Regions from separate parts of the Xenopus laevis genome. Here region 1 is linked to region 2. The links are chromatin contacts, called in public Hi-C maps. All regions are on one chromosome and are shown on one strand. The core of a region is the stretch at or near the end of the contact, and the rest is flanking DNA. Distances in the headings are between cores, read along the strand shown. Region 1 has its middle 57 kb from the start of csnk1a1.L. Region 2 holds the start of csnk1a1.L (casein kinase 1 alpha 1 L homeolog).

Region 1 (7,117 bases), core at 2,413-4,912, 58 kb after region 2:
GATGAAACTTATCCCATCCAATGAAACATATTTTGACTTTAGCTCTGTCATCTCGATAGAATTACTCTAACCTAAGATATTCTTCCTTGTCAGGGTTACTTTAAGCTCAATATTGCTTACCAGGCCGGCCTCCATCTGATTCAGGCTGACTAGAGAATATATTCTATGCATGGCTGCAATATTATCTGCTAGGAACTTATATAGTAGGTCCATTCAGTTGTCAGTTAAACATTAATTTTTTATTTTGGTAACAGCAACGTCTTTAATATTTCATAAGGGTCAGTGTCATGTAATGCTTAACCATTGCATATCAGTCACATGATGTGATCAGTGTTAATGATAAAAAAGCAAATCCATTTTGTCTCAATTTGGACCTACAGTTGAAAAATAAATGAATTAAAGGACAAGGAAAGCCCCAGAAATGAGATTTTGCCATGTAGTAGATCACCGTTGCCCCTACTGAAATGCCATACTTGCCTTGCTTGTTTATCTTTAAAATAGCAATTTAGATCAATCCTTTGCTGTTTCCACCATATTAGTAGCAGCCATTTTGCATCCAATAACATCACCATCCAAGCAAGTATACAGGGACTACACATTCTAGCTCCTACTAGTTACTACTAGTTTCACTAGGCCCCCAAAATATTAGTACAGTATTCTTATCAGTGATCTGACACATGCATGGTACATTATAAATTGGAAGATCCCTTAAAGGCCCAGTGCAGCTCCATGGTAGTGCTGGTAAAGAATATTTGCCATTAAAAAGTAGGTTGTTTAAAAAAATATTTATCTTAATTCTAGGGAAGGCTCCCCTATTGCATTTAGGAGGTTTCCTGTTTTTAGGTATTCAGGAATATGAGACATTTGCTTTATGTCTAAGAAGTTAAACCAACACCACCACAATACATATCATTTTGGAAACGACATAGTTTGGGACCTTTCCTAGACCTGTTTTCTGTTGTTTCTTGTTTCTTCTGTTCCTGTCAGACCAGCACATCCACATTTGTATAAGTCATATTTCAAAGAGCTTTGTAAGAGAGAAAACAATGGAATTTAGGGCCAAGGAAAAATGTGACAAATACCCCAGGAATATAACTACTGTATATATTCATTGTCTGATATTGCATTTATAAATAATGCAAATTGAAAAGAATGAACCATAGGGATAGTATGTCACTAATTATACCTACAGCTGCAGAAGCCACCATTAACATGTAGTAACCTGACATGCTTTTTATGGGATACTGTCCCCCCTAGGGGGTAGCCTGAAAATCATAAAAGTTTATATTCATTGTGTTCTGCCACATGCAATCATTTTTGTATGGGGAGCAATATAACTGTGCTTCAGTTTCTGTTCAGTACTGAAGAAAAAACATTAATACATGAAATGGAATATGTCTGGATGAAGCAGACGCAGAAGAGCCCTTGTTAGATAACATTCGCTCTTTCCATTGGGAATCTAAAATGTATAGGCCGAAGGTGACTCAGCCACAGGTTTATTGGAGAACTGCATAGACTAGTTCACTGTCAGCAATTCTGATTATCTGACGTATCACGCAAGGAGACTGCAGCATAGAAACAATGGTGTTTGGTATCTTCTTCTGATAACAGCTTCATATGGAGGCTCTTATTTCCATGTACCAAAACAATCACCTTTCCCACAGAGTATATTCATAATCAGTTGGATTGTGTGAAAAACCCTGTTGACCTAAGCTCTCTGTGTGCAGGTTAGTATAAACCCCCATGCCCTCAGATAGCTGGCACACGGGCTGAAAATGCAGATCAGATTTTTTACATGGATGAACGGAACTCCTGTTTGTTTGACCAGGTGACCGAGGAGATAGCAGTATTTTTGGGCCCTAAGCTCTATGTCACAGATAAATGATTTATTGCTGCAATTACTCCAGGAGCTAATAAGGTGCTCCACGGAAACCAATGGGACATAGTATTAAACAAGCTACAAGTAGCAGTAAATAATTTCCCTGTGTGATGTTTTCTGGTACAAACAGTAGTATCTGGTTAGTCAGGTGTTACCTTCCGTTATGATTACCTTGGACAGAAACCTTAAAAGATCTAATGAGGTGGTATGTGGCATACAAGTCCACAATCTCACATGAGGACTCATTTCCTTTCAGTCTGAAACAATAAAAGTACATTCATATACACTGGAGTCAATGGCAGACTGGATTTTCACTTTTTTATGTGAAGCCTTTAAGCAAGTTGACTTCCAATATACAGAATTGGACAACCACATCAATACATAGCCTACTTTATCAAACGTTGTGTGTCCTTGCTGTGGTTAGTGGCTTAGAACAACATAGTAAAAATTCTTATGTATCCATTGAGTGTGTGACCTTTCCAAAACCCTCTAAAAATGCACACTAGAGGTATGCACTTCCCACACGCCCCACAACAAATGGACTGCTATGTAATCCATTTAATTAAACTAAATTCCTGGCGTCTTGATACTCTTTAAAGTTTGCATTACCAAACAGAAGCACCACATGTTACAGCTATGTTACACAGGTGGTATATACTGCAGAAGAGGCTTATTATAAATTTGCAGCCTAAAGGTTGCCATAGACACACGGATCCTATCGTACGAAACGAGGATTCGTACGATTTTCGGATCGTGTGTGGCGTGTGCCGACATCTTTCGTCCGGCGGAGATCGTCGTTTGGTCGATCGGTCAGGTTTGATTTTGACCCGACTGATCCCGCCGGAGCCCACGGCACATCGTAATCGGATCGTTCGGCCATACAGCCGAACAATCAGATTACCCCCGATATAGCCATGTTTTTTAATGGCATATCAGGGAAAAATCCGCTCATTTGGCGATGTGGCCAAACGAGCGGATCTTTGCATCTATGGCCACCTGAAGGCCAGAATAATCATGCACTTGTCACCATGGGTTCATTTATATTCTTTTATGGCACAACCTTCCCAGACAGATATAGGTCAAGATAAGATGATTAGAAAGCAGAATAAAGCAAAATAAGCAGGTCCATAGTACATTGAACCATAAAAAAGCTACAAAGTGGACTCCATGGCTTTGTCATTGAGGAAAATATATCAATAGGTCTGATGATTTAATGGCCTGTTCCATTTCAGAACATTCTAAGTTTTGTTATGTTTTAGTCCTTCATTGTCGTCACACTGAGCCACTCCTTTTTTTAATCCCTTTGTCTCCATTACTTGCTTACCTACTACTGTACATTACAGAGAAAATAATGCTCTTTTTGAACGCATAGCTCCCTTTCAGCCTATGAATCTGGATCAACTGTATGACAATGAAGCATGTCACAACTCAGATATTCTCCTTCAAGGCTCAATACTCATCACAGGCTTTTCTACGTTTCATCTCCTCTCCAACTGCGCCCATGCCCTCGACTAAACAATTAGTAGTTTTAGCTTCCACGGCAGTTTTATGCTTCAGGCATTTTGTAGATGGAATTTGTCTACCTCTAGAAGCCTCACCTACTTGTTGCTTTTCAAGCGAATCTCCTTTTCTTTTCCAACTGAAAACTTACCTTTGTCCCATTTATGGATTTAACACTTTTTTAAAAAAACTTATAGGTACAGTATAGTAACAAATGCAGAAAACATAGCTAGTCCATCTGAAATTGTCTCATACACAGGCTGCTTTATAGCAAGCAGGGGGACAGGAACTTCTTTGAGATTCAGGGAAATGTAAGTTTCAGTAAAGCAAACTTACCTGCTGCGTGACTCATTCTTTCTCACTAAGGTGCTTTAAAGAGATATTAACACATGCGTCAGTCCCAAATTAACTGGACAGTAGGTGTGATTGATGTCAGGTAGATTAGAGTATGTCTGGCGTAACATGCCATAATCAGACTGGATAAGAATATGGGGTATGCTAACGTATGCCTCTGTCAATTGGTGGCTACTGTACTTTTAAATGGTGATACTTTGGCACCATTCCATCTTCTGCCACTGCTGGCACTACAATAAGGTAGTACAGGTGAAAATTCATACTACGTGGTTAAGGTTAGACTGGCCTGCAAGAGTACAATAGGATCTCTCATTGGGTTCCAGCCTAATGCAAATTTAATTGGTCTTTTTTTATTTCCATCATTGGCAAATCCATGAAGACAATATTACGAGTGTTCAAGCTATAAAGGTAATTATAAGAAGAGGCACATATCCTGTGGGTGGGGTATTCATGTAAGGTTACACCCAAGGCGTGCTCCCTTTCTGGCATGTTAGGACAAAGCAAACACCAAGTAAATGGGATTATTATGAAGGAAGACTGTGTAATTGTGTATTGGGAAACTTGATCTTGCTTTCAACAGGTGGTGGTTATGAAAGTATTAAGATCATCCCAGTTGGCTGGCCTACATTTTTAAGCATACACATTTTAATTTTGAATGAGATGGATAAAATACAGCCTAACAACCACTGTACACACAGTTGTAAATGTGTATTATCCTCTGGTACACAAATGTGTCGGTGTAGGACTGGCCAGACCACTGATAAAATTGAGTTGGCCAGCTTGAATATGGGCAAACAATCCCTGTTTTGTTTAAATGAAGGGGGCATTTTATAGTAGCCTCAATGTCCTTAATATATTGATAATGGGTGCCAGTGGCACTGCACATGCTCAGTGTACTCTAAGTGACAATACACAATTAATTATGGTGCAAAATGCACTTTTTCTAAGAAATGTAAATCTTAATGAATTTACCCCTGTAACATAGCAGAAAAAGATGGGGAGATACTGGGAGCATTGGATCTTTCCAGTCACAGGGGTGTGGTTGCCTTGGGCTGGCACAGTAGCTGAAATATAAGATTTTCAATCCTAATTATTGTTGAGCTTTTGAATTAAAAACAGATTATATTTTGTCCTTGCACCATCTTAGCTTCTGAGCTACTGGTCTCCCACCTGTTACTACCCCTATAAATGCCTTTATTCCACGTTAGGCTGATTGTTTTCTCAGGCTAATCTTTGGCATTACAGACCAACAACTTGGGTTCTTCACTTTGCCACAGTAACTGAGTTTGACTTCTTTATGTACCCCCGGCTCTGTTTACTATTCTTATCCTATAATCCCTACTTTATAGTAGCTCAAAAATCAGAACATGTCCATTTTTACACACAACTTGCTCCATGAGCCAGTTTAGCAGAGAAATGTGTACAACCCCCCCAAAAAATATCTTTTATAATGATAATTTCTCTCAGCTAATGGGGTGCTGCAAAAATAAAGTAAAAAAAATAACATTCATATCTGTCAGTGGCGTGAGTCTCTAATTTCCATTTGCTGACAAGGCAAACATGGGGTCAGATTTTCTGTTGGGCGCATCCTGGTTACAGAGAAAATGCAGATTTAAGCTTGATGTCAACTAGTATACTGCCATACTAACTAGAAATTTAAATAAGGACTATTATAAATATAATTTTTAATGCCATGATACTTAATATTCAGGATTGGGCCATTAAAGTGAGCGGGTTCAGCAGCTCATGGGGGCCCAGTAATTAAGAGGGACAGTAGGGAATTTGTTGGGCTGGTTGACAATAGCTTAATGAAGCTAGCCTGTCATTACTGTCTACCATGGGGCACAAGGTTCCTTCACCCTGCCCCCACTTGGGCTCCCTAACTTCTGTGTCTGAATGATGCAAAATTTAGGTGGCATGATGGGGCAAGCCTACATTCCTCCCCCAGCCCACCAATCATGAATTCAAAGTGTAGGGCTACGTGAGGCAGAAGACTCAATGTGGGCCCATAAGGCTTGTGTAAAGAGCTCAGTAGTTCCCTCAGCATTAGAATAAAGCAGAATTTCCAGTTAAATGTCAGGAAATTCAACTGTTAAAGTTACCAGGGGTGAAAAATGGTGCCTGGGGTAAGGTTCTCACCTTATGGCACTACAGATATATATACTAAAAAAACAAAATTCCTATTTTTGCATAAGAAACACTAGAACATCTTCCAAAACAAAAAAGCTACTGTGTGGGCCCTTAAGACTAAAGATTAGATGTCTAGTTCTGCAGCTCACAGAGATACATCTTCTATTTCTGGGAAAGTGACAGGTGGATGTAAATATATGCCTGCCTCTCGCTTGCACCCATTAGGTTAGGCTATCTCAGATAATGTGCAAGTGCTCTATTCATGGAAAGTGTAAACCATGGAGATTATAGAAGAACGCTAATTAAACTTTTCCCCCTGAGCAGCTGTAAAGGACTGCCACTTGCGAGCAAAGAGGACAAGGGGATGGCAACCCTATTGAATCCTCTGGTGAAGGAACAAGTGATCAAACCCCAAGTACTTGGACCAGGGAAACTGGAGCAATACAGATAAGGTCAGCTTGCTTGGCAAAAGCACCGCTCTTCCAGAAAAGAGTCTTTTAATTTTGGCCGAGACCTGTGGGGCCATGCAAAAGATCTGGGACCCATGCTTTAGGTTTCTAAACCAGGCAACAAGCCTACCATTCAGAAGCATAGTATGCTCTATGTGTTCCCCCAATTAGGAATGTGTTAGGAATGTAGTCTAAACCCCCATGCAACTGTTGGTGTGTAATGAGACCTCAAGCACTGCATGTAACCTGACTGAAAGTGTGCCTGGCCATATTCATGCCTACATGCATACACGTGAAGGATAAACACATCTTCAAATTATCTCCTGCAGAATATTTCATATATAATTGATGAAAGAATCTGAATGGCTTGATAATACTGGACCGGATACACCAAAAACCTAAAATACTGGATATCATTACCTGTATATACATAAAATTTGATTAAATCATTTTTTTCAATGTAATATTTATAAAACTTAAAAGCATAGCATATTACTAGTTACTAAATAGGTGTGAATGTAATGCTATATTCTTTCATTTTATTAGCTGAACACATACAGATATGCAAATAGTGATGCTGCTGAGTGTGCTAAAGAGGAAGCTTCCCCCAGCCTTTTATTGTTTTACTGTAAGTCTGACTGTAATACAAAACCAGGAAATTACGGGGAGAGATTAAAGCAGAAGCAGCAGCCGCACTGTGTTCCCAAACTTCCAGGAAATTGCAGTTACTGGTATATATAATGCGGCTGTTGTTTTGCGCTGGTTTCATTCAACATTTGGTCCGGCTTTATTTTTCTGTTGGATC
Region 2 (7,078 bases), core at 2,525-5,024:
TCATGGGAAACAAAGGATTGCAGTGTATATATTTATGTAAGTAGCTTTAAAGTGGCCTTTTTATTCACATATTACACTAGCATTTCCTGTTTTATGTTTGCTGATTTTCAAAGCATTTAAAGGAGTTGTTCACCTTACATGAACTTTTAGTATGATGTAGAGGCATATTGTGAGACAATTTGCAATTGGTTTTCATTTTATATTATTTGTGATTTTTAAATTTAGCTTTTTATTCAGCCACTCTCCAGTTTCCAATGTCAGCTCTTTGGTTGCTAGGATCCAAATCACCCTAGCAACCATGAATTGATTTAAATGAGAGACTGGAATATGAATAGGAGGGTGTCTGAATAGAAAGATGAGTAACAATATATTTGCAGCCTTTCAGAACATTTGTTGTTTAAATGGGGTCAGTGACCCCCGATTTGAAACCAGAAGAAGAAGGCAATTCTTTCAAAAACTATAAAGAATGAAGACCCATTGAAAAGTTGCTTAGAATTAGTCATTCTATAATGTACTAAATATTAACTTGAAGGTGAACCACCCCTTTAACATTGCGGCTGAAGCTGGCTCAGGTAGGCACTAAAAAGAACCCAAAAATATTCAAGTCTTTGTTACAAGCAAAGAACAGTCAAGAATGTTACTTTTAAACTGTGAGATCAGTAAGTAACACTAGATGGCAGTGTTGGACATGATTTAATCAGAACAATGCTTTTCAGGGCTAGTTTGTAAATTCGTCCACATCTTGAAGAGCTTGTGCTTCAGTCTCCTAACAACTACTCTTTCAGACTATTCGTGAAGTAAACGTTTTTGCTGAATAAGCAACTCTATTACAAAATAAGATGAAAAGATAACACAAAGGAAAACTGGCCAGGCAGGGTAAGATGCCCTGAACAGGGGTCAATAACAGATGGTCAGTTGGAGTTTACGGAAACACAAGCTGATACTATGGCCTGTAGCTTGGGGAAAGTAGCATGCTAACACTGCAAAAGCTTATCCCATGTTTTTAAAGACAAACTGATAAACCTGTGTTTTTAGGCTGATGTTACTGCACATTTTCTCATTCTGCTCATAGGTTTGACATGACAGGTGGCAACCCTATGGGGAAGTCATGCTTGCCCTGCAAAAGATATCAGGCATGTCAACTTGGGTTTTGAGGTTTCGGTTTATACCGATAAAATATATATAGCACGACACTTGCAAGACAAGAAAGCCAGTGTTTAGTGGGGAGGGTGGTGGGATTGGAAGTAAAGCTCTCTCAAAGTACCAGGCTGGTCACTTAGTAATCATCCTTAGCTGAGATGCTAAAAAAAAACCCACCATGGAACAGGGAGGGCAGGACCAAAAGCTCAGCTGTCAGAAAGTACCAGGCTGGTCACTGACTCATGAGCTAAGACTCAGAGACAAAAAGTGAAGGAGGATATAGCTAAAGCAGGTGCTGCCCTGCTAATTGTACAGAGTGGTACTGAGCTACAGACATTTGTGAAGACTCTGCCTGAGCTGTCATGTAGATGTTGAAACAAAAACAATAAAACCCACAGGTTGCTGCAGCCATTTGGAGGTTTGGCGACCTCAGGCCTAAATTTGGAATATAACTCTTGACCTTTTCTCTAGCTAGGGTTGCCAACTTTTCTGGAAAACAAATACCGGCCTTCCTATATCCTTGCCATTTTTACTGTTAATAACATTGGCATCAAGTATCATTTTAATGGCCAGGCCAGCAAAATACCGCCAGGTGGCAAGCCTATCTCTAGCCAATAGCTCCAACGGATTTTCAAACTATCTGTTTCCAGCATTATGACAAGCCCCATGAGTTTAACTAAAAAAACATAGCACAGGATTCTCTTAACTTTAAAATCAGATGCACCTAAAATATCTGTATAGAGAAGTGTTCATGATAAGGCACTCTCGTATTTTTCTGTGATTTTTCCAGCCTACCAGGCAAGCAGCAGGTGCAACTGTTAAAGGGATACTGTCATGGAAATACATGTTTTTCTCCAAAACACATCCAGTAGAATTCTGCGCTGAAATCCATTTCTCAAAAGAGCAAACCGATTTTTTTATATTCAATTTTGAAATCTAACATGGGGCTAGACATTTTGTCCGTTTCCCAGCTGCCCCAGTCATGTGACATGTGCCTGCACTTTAGGATGGAATTACTTTCTGGCAGGCTGTTATTTCTCCTACTTAATGTAACTGAATCAGTCTCAGTGGGACTTGGCTTTTACTATTAAGTGCTGTTAGATCTTCGAGGGAGCTGTTATCTTGTCTTAAGCTGGACATAGACGCAAAGATCTGATCGTACGAATCGAGGATTCGTACAATTTTCGGAATGTGTGTGGAGAGTCCCGACATTTTTCGTCCGGGGGAGATCGGTCGTTTGGTCGATCGGACAGGTTAGGTTAGAAAATTTCTGTCGGCTGCCGATAATATCTCTGCGTGTATTGCCGATCGTACGATTTTCAGTGGGAGACTGTCACCAGCTTTGGTTGGACATAGATATCGTACGATTGCTGTCAGGGGCAGAACATTGCTGATCTGTTCTTTTACTAATCTGACTGGTAAGACTTTGATCTGAATGGTTAGTGGCGGGTCGGGAGATGGGAAAGTCCGATCGTACGATGATTCGTCGTACGATCGGATCTTTGCATCTATGGCCAGCTTTAGGGAGCTGCTATCTCGTTACCTTCCCATTGTTCTGTTGTTAGGCTGCTGGGGGGGGGGGGGGAAGGGGTGATATCACTCCAACTTGCAGTACAGCAGTAAAGAGTGATTGAAGTTTATCAGAGCAAAAAAGTCACATGACTGGAGGCAGCTGGGAAATTGACAATATGTCTAGCCCCATGTCAGATTTCGAAATTGAATATGACAAAATCTGTTTGCTCTTTTGAAAAATGGAAACCAGAAAATACCAAATCTTTCTTTTTCTCTGAGGACCAGCTTACTGCTGGCTCATTTGCTATTTCCGGGTTTCCATTTTATAACTTTTTTTGGAAAAAAAAAACCCATAGTTTTTTAGGTATCTCTTTCTCATTTATGTATTGGTATTGTTAATCTTTATTAAGGCCTAATTAATAATAGGTTCCTGCGGCCAAGAGTCGCCAGTTTTATTCCCTGGCTTAAAGACAACTGCAGGGACTTGAAGAGCAGAACTGTAGTGACAGTAACAGTGTCGGCACTCTACTCTGTATTCCTAGGAAACATATGTGCCCGGGGCTTGCGTGTGGGCCCGCCCCGTTACCAAGGCAACGGGGAGTGGTAGCGAAACTTCCATAGTCCTAACACTACGTGCCCGGGAGCAAATAAACAGCCACTCCTTCCTTATCCGGGTGGCCATATTGTACCCGGGAAAACAGCCGCCATTTTGATTCTATGCCTCCCAATATAGTAACGTGAAGTGACACGCTGTGCGCTTTATGCTGCCATTTAATCACTGTAGGGCCCTGGTTTTGGTGGGGACTGAGATGGTACCCGCAAGGTCATTAACTCTTAAGGTGCTTGTTATAACTCAGTGCCCTTTAAAATGAATGGAAACAGTTGTCTATATTCTAAAGTGGTTTTTGTAAGGTCGATAGACACTGAAATGCAGCTGCAAATAAACTGCGTCCATAACATCTACATAGCAAGATCCTAATTACAAATTGCCGAAAGGCTTGTGGGTGGGACTGGGACGCTACGTCCTCGAGACGTAATAATTGCTCCGCCCCGCAGGATGCGTCAACCCTAGCCCAGAACCCAGAGTTCAGTGCGCGGGCGGAGGAGGGCATTTTGTGGCAGGAGACACTGCTAGAGGGGGGAGCAGGAAGAAGAGAGCACAAGATGGCGGCTTGAGGAGGAGCAGGAGAGGGGTTGCGGTTGTATTAGAGGGTGGGAAGTCGATAGACGAGTGTGTGAGGGTCGGAAAGCCATCTGGGCTACACATCGCTCCGAGAAAGGGAATTCGGCTCGGCTAAAGAGCGGGGGGTTGTTGAGAGAGAACTGAAACGGGTGCACCCCCCCTACACCGAACAAAGAACCCAAAGTAACGCGGATATTATTGTTCCTGAGCCGAAAGATCTGCTTTTTCCCCCCCTTTCCAGTCTCCCAACTCCTATTTGTTCATCTGTTCTGCTTTTATCTCCGGGGATCTCTCCCCTCCTCATTACCACCCCGGAATCATGGCGAGTAGCAGCGGCTCCAAAGCCGAGTTTATTGTCGGTGGGAAATACAAGCTGGTGCGGAAGATCGGATCTGGCTCTTTTGGAGACATTTACCTGGCGATCAATATCACCAATGGCGAGGTAAAAAAAAAACAAAAAAATCCCCTTGTTTCGTGTTAGTACGCGGCTTCTAGCGCTGCACCGGGGTGGGGCGAACCCGGAGGGCTTTATGTGCAACATATACGCACAGTTCCTGGATGGCGGCGCGGGGGCTTCTGGGAGTTTGAGGCGAGGAACCTAGCGTTCTGCTGAAAACACATGAGCAATAATTGTCTATCGGGGCTTCCGTTTTTACTTGGGCATTCACTTAAATGCACCTCTATTAAAGTTTCAGTAAAACTGTAGTGGCGTCATAGGTCCTACGTCATTGGTGGTGTGTCGTAGAAACTGGTTGATGTGTCGATATTTTTAGACCCCCCCCCCTCTGTCAAGCAACACTGTGGCTGGTCACTTAATCTTATTGGTTGGTGTCAGGCTTGTTCCCCCCTCCTAATATGTAATGTGGGGGCCATTTTGGTAGCTAGAGTCCCCCTACCAGCAGCACAGTTGCCTGTCAGCATGAACCCTTTTTAATTTGCAAGAATAGCGGTGTTTCTTTAATAAGATCCTTTAAAGGGCAAGAAGACACCTTTTTTTTCTCTTTCTATGTAGGTGGTATTTAAATTGGCGTCTGTCATGGCCAAGGGCATAGGTCATTCCCTTTATATTAAGATATGAATAATATAGTGAATAAAGTACCCCCTCTTGTAAAATATAAGGATATTATAAGTCACAAGGAGTTTCATGACCATATAAAAACACGAGGCCGAAGGAACTCCGAGGTAACGGCTAATATCCTCATATTTTGCAACTGGGGGTACTTTATTTATTATAATACACAAATTCAAGTGAGGCATGTGACAGAAATGAGATCAGAACTCGGTTTATAACTGATGACATCAGAACTCACCGTTTATAAGGATATCATTTACAAGATATTCACAGCTTTTGTGTATTATATCATGATACCGCATACAAACACAGGGTATGACACTGTCAGCACTACAGCAACTAAGGAACAATTGTGCCTTGGTTTTTTATAAGGATATAATTTACAAAATATTCATGGCTTTTGTGTATTATATAGTGCAGTGATCCCCAACCAGTAGCTCATGAGCAACATGTTGCTCTCCAACCCCTTGAATGTTGCTCCCAGGGGCCTCAAAGCAGGAGCTTATTTTTGAATTCCGGGCTTGGAGACAAGTTTTGGTTGTATAAAAACCAGGTGCACTGCCAAACAGAGTCTCAGTGTAGGTTGACAATCCTCATAGGGGCTACCAAATGGCCAATCACAGCACTTATTTGGCACCCCAAGAACATTTTTCATGCTTGTGTTGCTCTCCAAATCCTTTTACTTCTGAATGTTGCTCACGGGTTCAAAAGGTTGGGGATCCGTGATATAGGGAATAAAGTACCCCCTCTTGTAAAATATAAGGATATTATAAGTTACCGCGGAGTTCCATGACCATATAAAAACACGTGGCCGAAGGAACTCCGAGGTAACGTCTAATATCCTCATATTTTACAGCTGGGGGTACTTTATTTATTATAATACTCAAATTTCAATGAGTCATGTGACAGAAATGACATCCGAACTCACCGTTTATAACTGATGACATCAGAACTCACCGTTTATAAGGATATCACTTACAAGATATTCACAGCTTTTGTGTATTATATCATGATACCGCATACAAACACAGGGTATGACACTGTCAGCACTACAGCAACTAAGGAACAATTGTGCCTTGGTTTTTACACTGAGTATTTGAGCAGAGTATTTTTTTACTATGGTTTTCAACCACAATATTGATAATCATGGCCCTCTTATCAGGGGTACTTTATTCTAGGTGTCCACCCTCTGTGTTTGCACCTTTGTACATTAACAACATTTTCTCATGACACCTAAAAAGTTAAAAAAAAAAAAAAAAAAAAAAAAAGCAATGGCCTTGTTTTCCTCCACCGCTTTGCTTCATATTCTTATCAACCTTAGATCACGTAATAACCAATACAGGGAAGTTGTATCTTGAACATGATCCCACTTAAATATTTGAGTTAAAATCACACCCCAGTGTCATGTTGATCAGCGACTTGTGGAAAGATCTGTTGCAGAGTGTCATTGATATTAAAGGGGAAATTCACCCTCTGTACATTACTTTGGTGTTTGGATTGAATATTCACTATAAAACTATTTTGGGTTTTTTTTGTAAATGAATTGCTGAATTTCCCCTATTCTTTTGATAATTTATTATTTAGAAACGTATGTATAAGACAATGTTCAGTTTCTCTGTTGTGGTTTTTCCCTGCAGCTCTCCACTGACACATTTAATCAGATATTAGGCTGCTGTACTTACCCCGGCCACTAGTGATTTTTTTTAAACTGTTTTTTATTGGATTTTCAAGGTGCATACATTTAGACTTATCCATATTTTTATTAAAGTATTAAAACAAGTGCTGCCCTTTATATTACAGTACACAGTGACATTTTATTGTCAAACATACATATAAATATCTGAATTGATGGTCCCAGTGTTGGTTTGTGATCCTTAGCGATAGAGATATGTTTACCTTAATATATTCATTGTTTCTTTCTTTGTTATACACTGTAAAATTGCCAGGTAACCTATTGTTAAATAAACTATAAACCGTTAAGTAACTAGGTGTTTACCCGAGAATACCTGGTCTGACTTTCTAGTATATTTCCAAAACTTCATTTCAACTTACTTTATGGTGCCACTCGTCCTTTAGCCCTGAGTATGTTCGTTTTGTTGTCTTAAATTTGTCCAGCAATACTTGGCCACTAGCCATTTACCCCGGCCACTAGCGTTTTAAAGGTGTTGTTC

The links. A called contact is a pair of places that touch in the nucleus more often than the background predicts.
Region 1: a Hi-C map of the XL177 cell line shows a contact between it and region 2, with 4 times the contacts expected there. The contact joins the enhancer-like site here to the promoter of csnk1a1.L in region 2. A contact is called at or near these places in 3 of 4 Hi-C or Micro-C datasets (the XL177 cell line, the XTC cell line and animal cap).

The regions. Positions count from the first base shown.
Region 1 is chr3L:47,962,354-47,969,470 of Xenopus_laevis_v10.1, forward strand. No RefSeq gene overlaps it. Among protein-coding and RNA genes, the nearest start is that of csnk1a1.L, 57 kb to the left of the region's middle. Within about 2 kb of position 3,663, at least 1 of the 7 cell types and tissues checked has an H3K27ac peak or open chromatin away from gene starts, as enhancers often do.
Region 2 is chr3L:47,904,737-47,911,814 of Xenopus_laevis_v10.1, forward strand. It overlaps csnk1a1.L (casein kinase 1 alpha 1 L homeolog), which reads left to right and starts at 3,775. Exons shown (of 10, transcript NM_001086464.1): 1 at 3,775-4,277. The coding sequence starts at 4,155.